2 separate regions of the Sus scrofa genome follow, and region 2 is linked to region 1. A link is a contact called in public HiChIP or PLAC-seq data. All regions are on one chromosome and are shown on one strand. Each heading gives the region's core, a stretch centred on a gene start, on an enhancer-like site or on the middle of the called end of the contact. The rest is flanking DNA. Distances are from core to core; before and after follow the strand shown. Region 1 holds the start of HSDL2 (hydroxysteroid dehydrogenase like 2). Region 2 overlaps SUSD1 (sushi domain-containing protein 1).

What was found. HiChIP or PLAC-seq counts read pairs in DNA pulled down with a chosen protein or histone mark.
Region 2: an H3K27ac HiChIP or PLAC-seq map of alveolar macrophages shows a contact between it and region 1. The contact joins the enhancer-like site here to the promoter of HSDL2 in region 1. A contact is called at or near these places in 4 of 5 promoter capture datasets (fetal liver, liver and skeletal muscle), 17 of 47 Hi-C or Micro-C datasets (alveolar macrophages, blood, embryonic fibroblasts and 10 more) and 2 of 2 datasets of contacts at active chromatin or transcription factors (alveolar macrophages and skeletal muscle).

What each region holds. Positions count from the first base shown.
Region 1 is chr1:253,122,243-253,128,012 of Sscrofa11.1, reverse strand. HSDL2 (hydroxysteroid dehydrogenase like 2) reads right to left here and starts at 3,541. Exons shown (of 11, transcript NM_001197021.2): 1 at 3,453-3,541. The coding sequence starts at 3,469.
Region 2 is chr1:252,887,606-252,893,375 of Sscrofa11.1, reverse strand. All of the region lies in intron 8 of SUSD1 (sushi domain-containing protein 1), which reads left to right. Among named protein-coding and RNA genes, the nearest start is that of SUSD1, 66 kb to the left of the region's middle. Within about 2 kb of position 3,240, at least 8 of the 83 cell types and tissues checked have an H3K27ac peak or open chromatin away from gene starts, as enhancers often do. A contact at or near this core is called in alveolar macrophages and retroperitoneal adipose tissue, where this site is marked.

The DNA.
Region 1 (5,770 bases), core at 2,292-4,791:
CATGGAGATTCCCAGGCTAGGGGTCCAACTGGAGCTACAGCTGCCAGCCTACACCACAGCCACAGCAACACCAGATTCAAGCCGCGTCTGTGACCTCCACCACAGCTCACGGCAACGCCAGATCCTTAACCCACTGAGCGAGGCCAGGGATCAAACCCAAAACCTCATGGTTCCTAGTCAGATTTGCTTTCACTGCACCACGATAGGAACTCCAGGATCCAACTACATTTCTACCCATATGGATAACCAACTTTCTAGTCTGAAAAGCCTACTTCTCCTATAGATCTTGAATGCCAGCTTTATCATAGACTGAGTCTCCCTAAGTATACAGATGTATTTCTAGGCTCTTTATTCTGTTCCATTCAGTTAAATGGATTGCACTATCTTAATTATAAGAACTTTCTTGGCTATACTTGGGCCTGTGCTTTTCCACATATACTTTAGAATCAGCTTATTTAATTGCACAAGAAAAATCAATTGGGATTTTGATAGAAATTGTACTGAATCTAGAATTCAATGTGGGAAGAGCTGACATCTTCATGACACTGAGAGCTCCAATCCATGAACATGGTATCTTTCTATTGATTTCATACCTTGAACCACACAATGTCCCTCTGTAATCAAAGGTTATATTAATTCTGACCATTAAATCACGATGTGATCAGATTTTTCCACCATGAAATTACTATACTTTCCCTTGCAACTAACAGCAGTGAGAAGATACTTAAAGACCATTTTAAATCTTTTATTATGGAATTTTTAAGTATATTCAAAAATAGAGGAAAGACTATAATGTTCCCATGTTTATTTAACAATTCAACAATTACCAAAATTTTGAAAGTGATTATCACGAAGCCAATCTCAGAGTTCCCTTGCGGTGCAGTAAGTTACGGATCTGGTGTTGTCACTGCAACAGCTCAGGTCGCTGCTGTGGCACAAGTTCAATTTCTGGCCCAGGAACTTCCACATGCCTCAGGCAAAGCCAAAAAAAGTCATTTGAATTATTTTTCTCTGTATGTTTGTGTGAAAAACTTGACATGTAGTTTAAGTTCCTTTGTTTATGCTGGCATTCCAATTTATCTCTCTCCTCTCATCTCTGATGAGGCATGCTGTAAAACAAGTACTTGGTTTAAAAGTAAAAACCTTGGGAATTCCCACTGTGGCACAGTGGAAAGAATCTGACTAGTATCCATGAGGATTCAGGTTTGATCCCTGGCCTTGCTCAGTGGGTCGGGGATCTGACATTGCTCTGAGCTATGGTGTAGGTTGCAGACTCGGCTTGGATCCATTGTTGCTGTGACAAAGGCCAGCAGCTATAGCTAGCCTGGGAAATTCCATATGCCACAAGTACAGCCCTGAAAAAGAAAGAAAAAAAAACAAAAAAACAAAAAAAAACCCACCACATCTTGTGTATGTATAACATTCCCTTCAACATGAAAGGTAGCACACACAGTGCTAAAGTGATTGATTGATTTATTTATGTTGGCCAGGGCGGGCAGTGGCTTGATGTGGCATCTTAGTGCCCAGACCAGGTATTAAACCCAGGCCACAGTGGTGAAAGCGCTGAATCCTAACCACTAGAACACCAGGGAACTAACTCCCTTAAAATGATCTTTTAAATGTAAATATTTAGATCAAAATGTCCCAATTATCTGCTTTAAAAAGCCCTATCCCTAGCAGATGCAAACCATTACATACAGGAAGGCTAAACAATAAGGTCCTACTGTATAGCACAGGGAATTACATTTAATATCCTGTGATAAACCATAACAGAAAGGAATATGAAAAAGAATGTATATATGTATATAACTGAATGTGTATATATATGTATAACTGAATCTCTGCTGTACAGCAGAAATTAACCCCCCCACCCCCGCTTTTTAGGGCTGCACCTGTGTCATATGGAGGTTCCCATAATCAGAGCTATAGCTGCTGGCCTACACCACAGCCACAGCAACAACAGGATCCAAGCAGATCTGCGACCTACACCACATCACCACATCACCTACACCACATCTCACAGCAACACCAGATCCTTAACCAGGGACTGAACCCATGTCCTCATGGATACTACTTGGGTTCATTACCCACTGAGCCACAACATTTTAAATCAACTATACTTCAAAAAAATATATTTTTAAGGAAAAAAAAAAAAAAAAAAGGCCTCTTTGCCTTTGGTCTAGTTGGACTGATTCCCAGTAGGATAAAGAACATGTTCATGCTCAAAGTCTCAGGCATTGGCAGAAAGAAAGGCAAAGGCAGCTTTCCTCTTAACCTGAAGACTGGATCTCAACTACTAAAACCCCTCCATCTCAAGAAAAAAAGTTTCCAAATTCATCAGTACCACTGGAGGATGACTAAAACTTAACCTACACTACAATTCTCCAAAATTCTCTGGTACCTCAAAATTCTGGTAAATGTGATGAAACTTTTATTTTTAAGACAGAAAAGCAATCACAAAAAGTTCATTTAAAAGTTCATTTAAAAAAATAAACATCAAAGAATAACCAGGAATATTCTGAAAAAAAAAATCCAAATGTGGCAGGATTTTCCAAGATCTAAAATATTTTATAAAACTAGAGCAGTTAATGTAGTTTGGTACTGGTAACATGAATACAGTCCAAAGTAACAGAATAAAAAAATGAATAAACAGTGAGTTTTCTAACTCACTTCCTATGCCAAAATATTATGCAAAACAGTACATCATTTCAGGAAAATAAAAATCTGAATGGAAAAAAAAATCATACAAAAATACTAGAATATTTACAAGTTAAAAAACAAAACAATTTAAGATGACAACAGCTTACAGCTTTGTCACAAAAACACAAAAGCCTTAAAAGAACAGATTGATTCCTGGTGGTGCAGTGGGTTTAAGATCCAGGTTGTCACTGCCATGGCCTGGGTCCCATCCCTGGCCTGGGAACTTCCACATGCCTTGGGCCTGGCCAAAAGAAAAAGTTCTCTCGAAAGATACCCATACTTTAAGATTAGTTTAATTTGTTAGTAAAGTCTCTGTGTAAACACCTCATCCTTTTATTCTTCCAGAACTGAGCGTTCGGAACAAGAGGAGAATCATTAGGTGTCCCTGTGACCTTTCACCTAGAACTCAAAGGCCTGCAGCAAGGCCGCTATTGCAAGACAGCTATTGCTAAGCCGAAGGTGGGACGCGCTCTTGGGGCGGCGGGGTACCTCGCTCAGAATTCTTTACCTGTGGAAGAGGTTTTAACATGGCTGTCATCCCGAAGTAGTCAACTTTGCGTTACTTTTCATGAGTTACCGCAGAGTCGAAGAATCCCGCGGCCAGCGTGGGGCAGCGTTCCAGACCGCGCCGGGCAGCTGCTTTAATCCTCCCACCGCGGGGGTCGGGCCACCCAAGCCATCTACTCCGGCTCCACCTAGCCCCGCACTCCGCCCGGCCTGGTCCCTTCCCCGTGGCGCTCGCATCCTCTTACCCGGTGTTGGGCAACATAACTTCCGCGGACCAGAGTCGGTGGCAACAACCGCCACAGGAAGGAATACTGCAAATAGAAGCTGACTTTCTGCTCCGCATTTAGCCCCGCTCCATCCCCGCCCCCTAGGGCCCCGCCCCAAGGCCTGCGGGAGAATTGAGTGCTCCAAAGAGCGGAAGGGGGCTGAGTGCGCCTGCGCACGCAGTTGTCCTCTTTGGCGCTAATTTCCAGCTCCCCCCGCCTGGCCCCTGGAAACCGGCTCTGTGCGCAAGCGCTCTGAGAGACAACTCTGCCCCACCCCGCGTGCGGGGCTCTACGGGGACAATCGGTGCCTACCCCGCGTCTGGAGTAGTGGTGCGTCAGCCGCTCAGTACGCCCTCCCCAGGGCTGTGAACGGTTTCTCGCCCCTGTGCTGAGTGCCTTTGCCGGCGGGATGACCCTTTGAGTCGTGCAGCAGGGACCTGGAGGGCTGAGGTGCAGCTTCTCAGCGGATTTTTGGCTCTCTCTCCACAATGGCACCTGGGCGCCTGCCCGGCTGCACGCGCGCCTTCAGAGGCACTTCTTAGGAATTGCTTTTCCTCGGCAGATAAGCACCTTCTCCCAGAAGCCGGCCAGCGTCGCAGTTCAACTCTGCCACCGAATTTGGACTAACGCCGGTAGGCCGATAGATAGATAAAGAAAGCCCTTGGAGAAGGGCAGCTTCTGGATCAGACCTCTATACACACTAATCGTGCCGAAGAACTCAGAGTTAACCTGGATTTTGCGACTCTTAGCCAGTATCTCGGTGAGGAAATTCCCAAATTCGGTGGGATAAAGTGAATTCTGGGAGCCAGTATTGCTTTTGGTATCCTTGGACATAGCTCAGCAACCCTAATGAACTAAAGACTGGCATAATATTTTTAGGGAGATGTGAAGAAATTCTGTTTTTGAAGAGGTAGAGCAGGATGACGAGGTTGTTTTATGAAGACTGGTTAAAGAAACTAGTCTGAAGCTAGGATATGTACTATCCCTTTTATTACAAGCCCTAAATATCTCTATTTGCTCATTTATGTATCTTGCCAGTCTCATAGGCATTTGAATTTGTCATGTATGATAAGGTCCTTAGAAACTCCGGAGGAATTTACTTACTCAAATATTAGCACCTACTGTGTGCTGGTCACTGGAGATACAGCAGGGCAAAAAAGGTAAGGCCTCGGCCTATGTAGGAGGAATGAGTAACCAATGTTTTTTAGACCTGTAAATATTAGGTGTTTTAGAAAGTGCATTGGTAGGGACTGTTAGATGAAAAAACCTTCCACTCCTTAAAGAAAATGAAGACCACCTACAGAATGGAAAATATATATATATACTTGCAAGCCATATATGTCTTATAAGGTCTAGTATCCAAAATGTATGAAGAATGCTTACAACGCAGCAACAAAAAGAGGAACAACCCCCAAGTTAAACATGAGCAGAGGACCTCAATAGACATTTCAACAAAGAAGATATACCAAAAGCCAGAAGTCACATGAAAAGATGCCCAACAGCATTAGTTACTAGGGAAATACAAATCCAAACCATGGTGAAATTTTACACCCACTAGGATAGCTAGAAAAGATGGAAAATACTAAGTATTGACCAACATGTAGTGAAATTGGGGCACTCATTCATTGCTAGTGGGAATGTAAAATGGCATGGCCACTTTGGAAAACAGTTTCGCAGGTGCCCCAAAAGTTAAACCTGGTTACCGTCCACTGGATATCTACCTAAAAAAAGAGAAGTTCCACTCATTGGAAGATATCCAAAATAAATGAAACATGTCGAGAATAACCACTAGATGGCACTGATATTTTAAAATTCAAAATCATGTAACACGAGAAAGGTTAATTTATTAACAATATTGTGAGAGCGAGATACCTATATGTGTTGTGTGTGTGTTTTGGATTAGGGCAAAAATAGCATGAGGTTCTTTATAGGATTCTCGTATAGGGGAATTAAGAGGAGGTATAAATTTTAAATTCCTTGAAAGAATACCTTTGTGAACTGGAGACTGGCACTTGGCATCTGCCTTTATGCAGATTGAATCATGAACCACTACAGCAGCTGTCCCTCAAGACCTGCTGAAAGGAGTTCAGGGTGGAGATCAGGAACAAGGCACTCGGTGCTCTGGGAAAACTGGCAGAACAGGTTAGACTGTTCAGGAGATTTTATGAGCCCAATTCTTGCATCTCCTGATTCTAGAAAAGCACTAAAATCCATCCTGGTGATGTCTGCTCCTCCTGACTAGCAGTAACCTTCACAAGACTGGCAGCGGTCTTCTGTAAAAATGTGTGTGCTTCATT
Region 2 (5,770 bases), core at 1,991-4,490, 230 kb after region 1:
GAGCCTACACGTTTAGCTCTCTGATTTCATTATTAGCATTATGCTAGTTCTCTTTACGTGAATGGGGAAGCGTTCCATATTTTTTATGCTCTGGAAAAGTTTCTATCACGTCGGAATTATTCCTTTCCTTTATCAAGTTGGACACGTTTGCGCATAAGGTCGTTTTTTTGTCTCACGCCTTTGGGAAATAATTCTTGGAGAACTTTGTCCATTTATTCTGTGATTTGGGGGTTCTGTTTATTTTTCCTACATTTTCTTGAGTCAGTTTTTCATAATCTCTATTTTCCTAAGAATGTCCATTTAGTTGTGATTTTAAATATATTGGGAGACTATCACATGGAATATTTGTTTATAACTCCTCTGGGGTTACAGATTATATAACCTCAGGTTATTTGGATTCCTAGTTTTGTGTTTCTTTTTAACACTTGATTTACTTAGGTTGGGTGTCTGTTTTATTACTGTTCTTTTCCCCAAAGAAAAATCTCTCTCTCTCTCTCTCTTTTTTAAAATTGGTTCTTTTTTCTATCTCGTTCATTCCTCCCCTTCCTTTTTTTTTTTTTTTAAATTATTTCCTCCCTGGTTCGCTTAAGTTGGTCATCTTGTTCTATTACTAAATTCTTGAGTTGAATGCATAATTCAGCTTATTTCCATTGTTTTCTGTTTGTTAATAAAAGTCTTCAATGCTTCTTTCTCCCTTCTGGATTTGGGCTTTGACGGAATTCCTCACGCATGAATACTTGCTCTCTTTATCTTTACTTTCAAGACAAGGTATAACTGCTATTCTGAATTTCCTTTGATTGAAGAATTATTTATGAGGATGTTAATATATGTTCTTTTTATTTTTACTATCAAGGCATTGTATATTTGCTGTTTTGGTTTCCCCATTGATCGAAGGATTAATTATGTATGTTGTCAAGTGATGGGTTTAAACATTTTCCAACGTTTACACTTTGTTGTTAATTTCCAGTGTTTTCATATTTGGTATTCACTGGGGGGACTTATTTCCTTGGGGCTTACTCTTTGGCAAGGGTTTGTGATAATAGGTAGAGTGCTTATAAGTAAGGTAAGATCTAGTCTTTTTTTTTTTTTTTTTTGTCTTTTTTTGCTATTTCTTGGGCCACTCCTGCAGCATATGGAGGTTCCAAGACTAGGGGTCAAATTGGAGCTGTAGCTGCCGGCCTACACCACAGCCACAGCAACACCAGATCCTTAACCCACTGAGCAAGGCCAGGGATCGAACCTGCAACCTCATGGTTCCTAGTCGGATTCGTTAACCACTGTGCCATGACAGGAACTCCCCAAGATCTAGTCTTAAATTAACTCTAGTAGTTAGGTTTTTCAGGATTTCCGTAGTTGTTTTTCCTCTTACTTGAATTGGCATTTTTCTACTTCTTGTAGAAATTCTTGTAGAAATTTCGCTTCACACATTTTGATGTTGTGATATTTATGTTCATGATTGATTTCTTAATTGTAAGTTCTAACTTCCCCTGTTAATAAGTGGCTCACTTTATCCTGTTTAATATTTTGGGCCTTGAATTATACTTTGATAGTAATATCTGTTTTCTTGATTTCTTTGCGCTCTATTTGCATGGTATGGCTTTGCCCACTTTTGTTCTTCCTTGAAGCTAGCTGGATAACATTGCTACGATCAACTCTAGGAGATGGCTTATGTTGCAAGCCTTTTTGAGGAAAGTAGTCATTAAGCAATTTAGTGTTGCTTGTGATATGATTTTCCTTTCATTCCGACATCTTAATTTTTTCTTTTTTTATGCTACATTGCTATGTCCATTGTTTTCTTTTTCTGCTGTACAGATTTTCTTTTTTCAGTGATTCAGGCAGTATAAGGTTTGCTTTTATTCTACATTGTATTTTAAAAAGCAAAAACAAGGCAATCCTACTTGAATGTGTGTTACTCTTATTACCAGTGTCAAGACTGAAAAATTTTAACTTCTCCCCCAGTAAGAAAAGGAAGTCAGCATTCTTTACTTCCTTTTATTCCTTCCCCTCTTGCTTCCTATATGTTTTTGGTATAATGCAACATTTTATTGCCAGCTTCTTATTTTTAATTATGTTAAACCTGCATTACATCTTAAAAAAATTCATTGTATGTGGATTTATGGCCATTTTTATAATACTTTTTTTAATAGCTGCATCTGCCGGGGAATGAATCTGAGCCACAGCTGTGACCTACACCACAGCGGTGGCAACGCTGGATCCTTTAACCCATCGCGCTGGTTGGGGATCAAACCCTTGCCTTTGCAGCGACCCAAGCCACTGCAGTTGGACTCTTAACCCACTGTGCCACAATGGGAACTCCTGTAATAATTACCTCAACAGATATATGTTTTCATAGTTTCAGAGCTTACTGCCATTCCTTTCATACCAAAGTTTCTCTGTTCTTTTTCTATATTTTTATTTCTCTCTCTGTACAGTGATTTCTGTCTTCTTACTGAGGAGCGAGATATTTCTCTGAGCCCAGGATTGTCTGAGAATGTCCTTTCGTTGCCTTCCCAAGTGAATGGGAGCTTGACTGAAGACAAAATTCTTGGGCCATCAACTCTGTGGTCAGAATTTCTGGAGGCATTTCACATTGGCTTTTGGAATTTAAAAGTTTTGAAAGAGGAATTTGAAGGTGTGATTAAAAAAAAAAACAAAAAAACAAAAAAACCCTATGTAGACAATCTGACTTTTCAGCCTGGATATCATAGAGACTTTTTTTATATGTGAAATTCAAGACTTTAATCACTTACTCATGCACGTGGTAGATGCTTATTAACCACCTCCTTTGTGTGTGACGTTGTTTTAGGCACTGGGAATTCAATAGCGAATGAGATGGAAATCTTTTTGTGAAACTTCAGTCATGGATTATATACATGTTTTTGTTTTTCACCAAGTTTTCCTAGTATCCTGTGCCTTTTTGGATCTTCAGATTTCAGTCTAGCTACACATTAGGAACCGTTTCTTTCATTAAATCTCTGATTATTGGGGTTTTTTGTTTGGTTTTGGTTTTGGGGTTTGTTTTGGTTTTTGCTCTTCGAACACTTCTCTGTGGAATGTCTTGTCTGTCTGCATTGGTCTTCCATTTTCTCTCTTTTTTTTTTTTATTCATGCCTTTTTTCCTCTGCTTTCTGTGAGGACACGGTAGCACTGTTGTTCCTTCTGTGCTTGTGTGCGTACATGCATCGACATTTCTGATACACTTTAAATTCCGTTGTTGCACTTTCATTTCCTTTTGGTTTTTGTCTCTTTTAGTTCCCTTTTTATTTCTGCCTCCCTCAACCAATTTCCTCTCTGCTGTCACATTCTCTTGCCGTCTCATCTTTTATCTGTTTGCATCCATCTCTAACATTTTTTTCTGCAAGTACAAAACAGATGTTGCTGAATTTTGCCATTATTTTGCTGTATTTTTTTCTTTTTTTTGAAAGTGCTCATTCTTTACCTTCTAGGCGCAATCTCCCTCTTCTTCTTTGTAAAATCATTTCATGGACTCCCCCCCCAATTACTTATCCTTGGAAGATAAAGTTTTATCTAGGTTTGATATTTCCCTTGTAATGAGATGGATGACATTCCCTTTGATCTTGCTTTTTATTGGATAGTACTGGGATGCTTATCTCAGATCTCATCTTGAAGGATTTACTGCTGGTCCTTATGATCCTGTGTCCTTTGGGAGGCAGCTGTGAGAAAGCCTACTGCCCTGAACTTTCTTTCTGAGCACTTTGCTGTCCTGATTGGTGAAGCTCTGGCTCTTGGGCCAGCTCAGCACTGCCTGGCTTCATGATGGTGCTGTAGCCTACAGAGGCAGGGAGGAACCCAGTCCCTCCTTCTGCCAACCCAGGCTCTCTGTCAGGTGGAATCTCCAGGTCCCCAGCCTCCCTTTGGAAGTCCTTCCCTGTCAGTAATCTCCTTCGTGCTAAGGAAAGGCTGTTATTATTATTAGGAGTAATAATAGGAGTAGTAAGAGTAATAGCAGTGTATATATCCTGGGCACTTATTAGAGTAGCCTGGTGAATTACAAACACACACACACAAACAAAACAAACACAGATGTCCAAGCTTTACTTCATATCTGCCATGTCTGGGTGATTCTGCTGTGCTTTTAGGCTTGGGAACCACCAGGCTAACTGGCTCCAGATGGAGCAGTCCTGTGGCCTGTGCTTCTAGCCTCCACCTCTGTGGACTCCCGTCTTCCCCCGGTTCCTTCCTTTGCCACTTTGGGACCCTGCTCCTTTGCTTGGAAGGCGTGTTGTATGGTATCTCCTGGCATCTTTCTTTGCCTAGTCTCTTCCGCACTGCTAAGCAGAAATGTCTTCATGTATCTGCCTCATGGGTGGCAATCAACCCTTCCTTCCAACCCAGATGCAAATTTTGACCCATTTTCACTATTCTCAGTCTCTTCTGTCAGGATTGGAGGTGGGAAGTGGGAGCCAGATGCTTTTGTTTTCCCACTATAATGGCTCTAAGTGGGAAAATCATATTGAGATGGAAACTCTGCAGACAGTACTTTTGCTTCATGTTCTGTTTGTGTTCAGACATGTCCTGTATGTGGTATTTCTCATGTGCATATAGTTCATCTGCCTCAAATTCATATGTATACCTGGGGCATCTTTTGTTTCTGACGAACGTTGTGAAGATGAAGAAGAGTGTATATGATAGGTCTTCAAATTCTCTCTCATAACCATATTCTTACATTTTCCAATTAGAACCAAGACTATTTTCTTCCAGCTAATTGCCTGGTGCCGCCTGTGTCAGTAATATTTTTGCTGTGGACAATTTTGATTTCGAATAGAATAATTTATTGTTATCATTATTACTTCCAAGGTAGCAGGGACTCCTGTGGGAGAAATACACATGAAAGGTAGTTATACAAGCTGCTCTCTGCTAGACATTTAAACTTTTTCTCATTTGTAGGAAATGTACAGACTTATCTGTTAGGAAATTTGCTTTTCCTTGAAAATTAGCCGGGGTCCTGGTGGACTCTCTGTGAGTTCTTTATTCATTAGTAACAAACCTCTTTAAAAAAACAACAACAAACTGCATTAAGAAAAATAGAACATTGAGGGAACAAATGAGACTGCGGGAAGCTTAAAATGACTTTCTTTCTTTCTTTCTTTCTTTCTTTCTTTCTTTCTTTCTTTCTTTCTTTCTTTCTTTCTTTCTTTCTTTCTGTTGTCTTTTTGTCTTTTTAAGAGCTGCACCTGTGGCATATGGAACTTCCCAGGCTAGGGGTCGAATCGGAGCTACAGCTGCCAGCCTACACCACAGCCACAGCAACACAGGATCCTTAACCCACTGAGCAAGGCCAGGGATCAAACCCACAACCTCATGGTCGCTAATTGGATTTGTTTCCGCTGAGCCACGATGGGAACTCTGACCCTCTCTATACAGTGATGGAAAATAATCTGTTCTCTGATTATTTTACTGCCTTAGTGCTCATCTGAGTAGCTTTTTTTTTTTTTTTCTTTTTTTCTTTAGGGCCACACTTGAGGCATATAGAAGTTCCTGGGTGACAGGTTGAATCAGAGCTACAGTTGCCAGCCTACACACAGCCACAGCAATACCAGATCCGAGCTGCATCTGCAATCTATGCTGCAACTTGTGGCAACACCAGATCCTTAACCCACTGAGAGAGGCCAGGGATCAAACCCACGTCCTCATGGACACTATGTCATGTTCTTAGCTCGCTGAGCCACCATGGGAACTCCTCATCTGAGTAGCTCTTGTCTGCTCTGAGAACAAACATCTTGCCTGGTCATCTACTTTCTGGTCATTT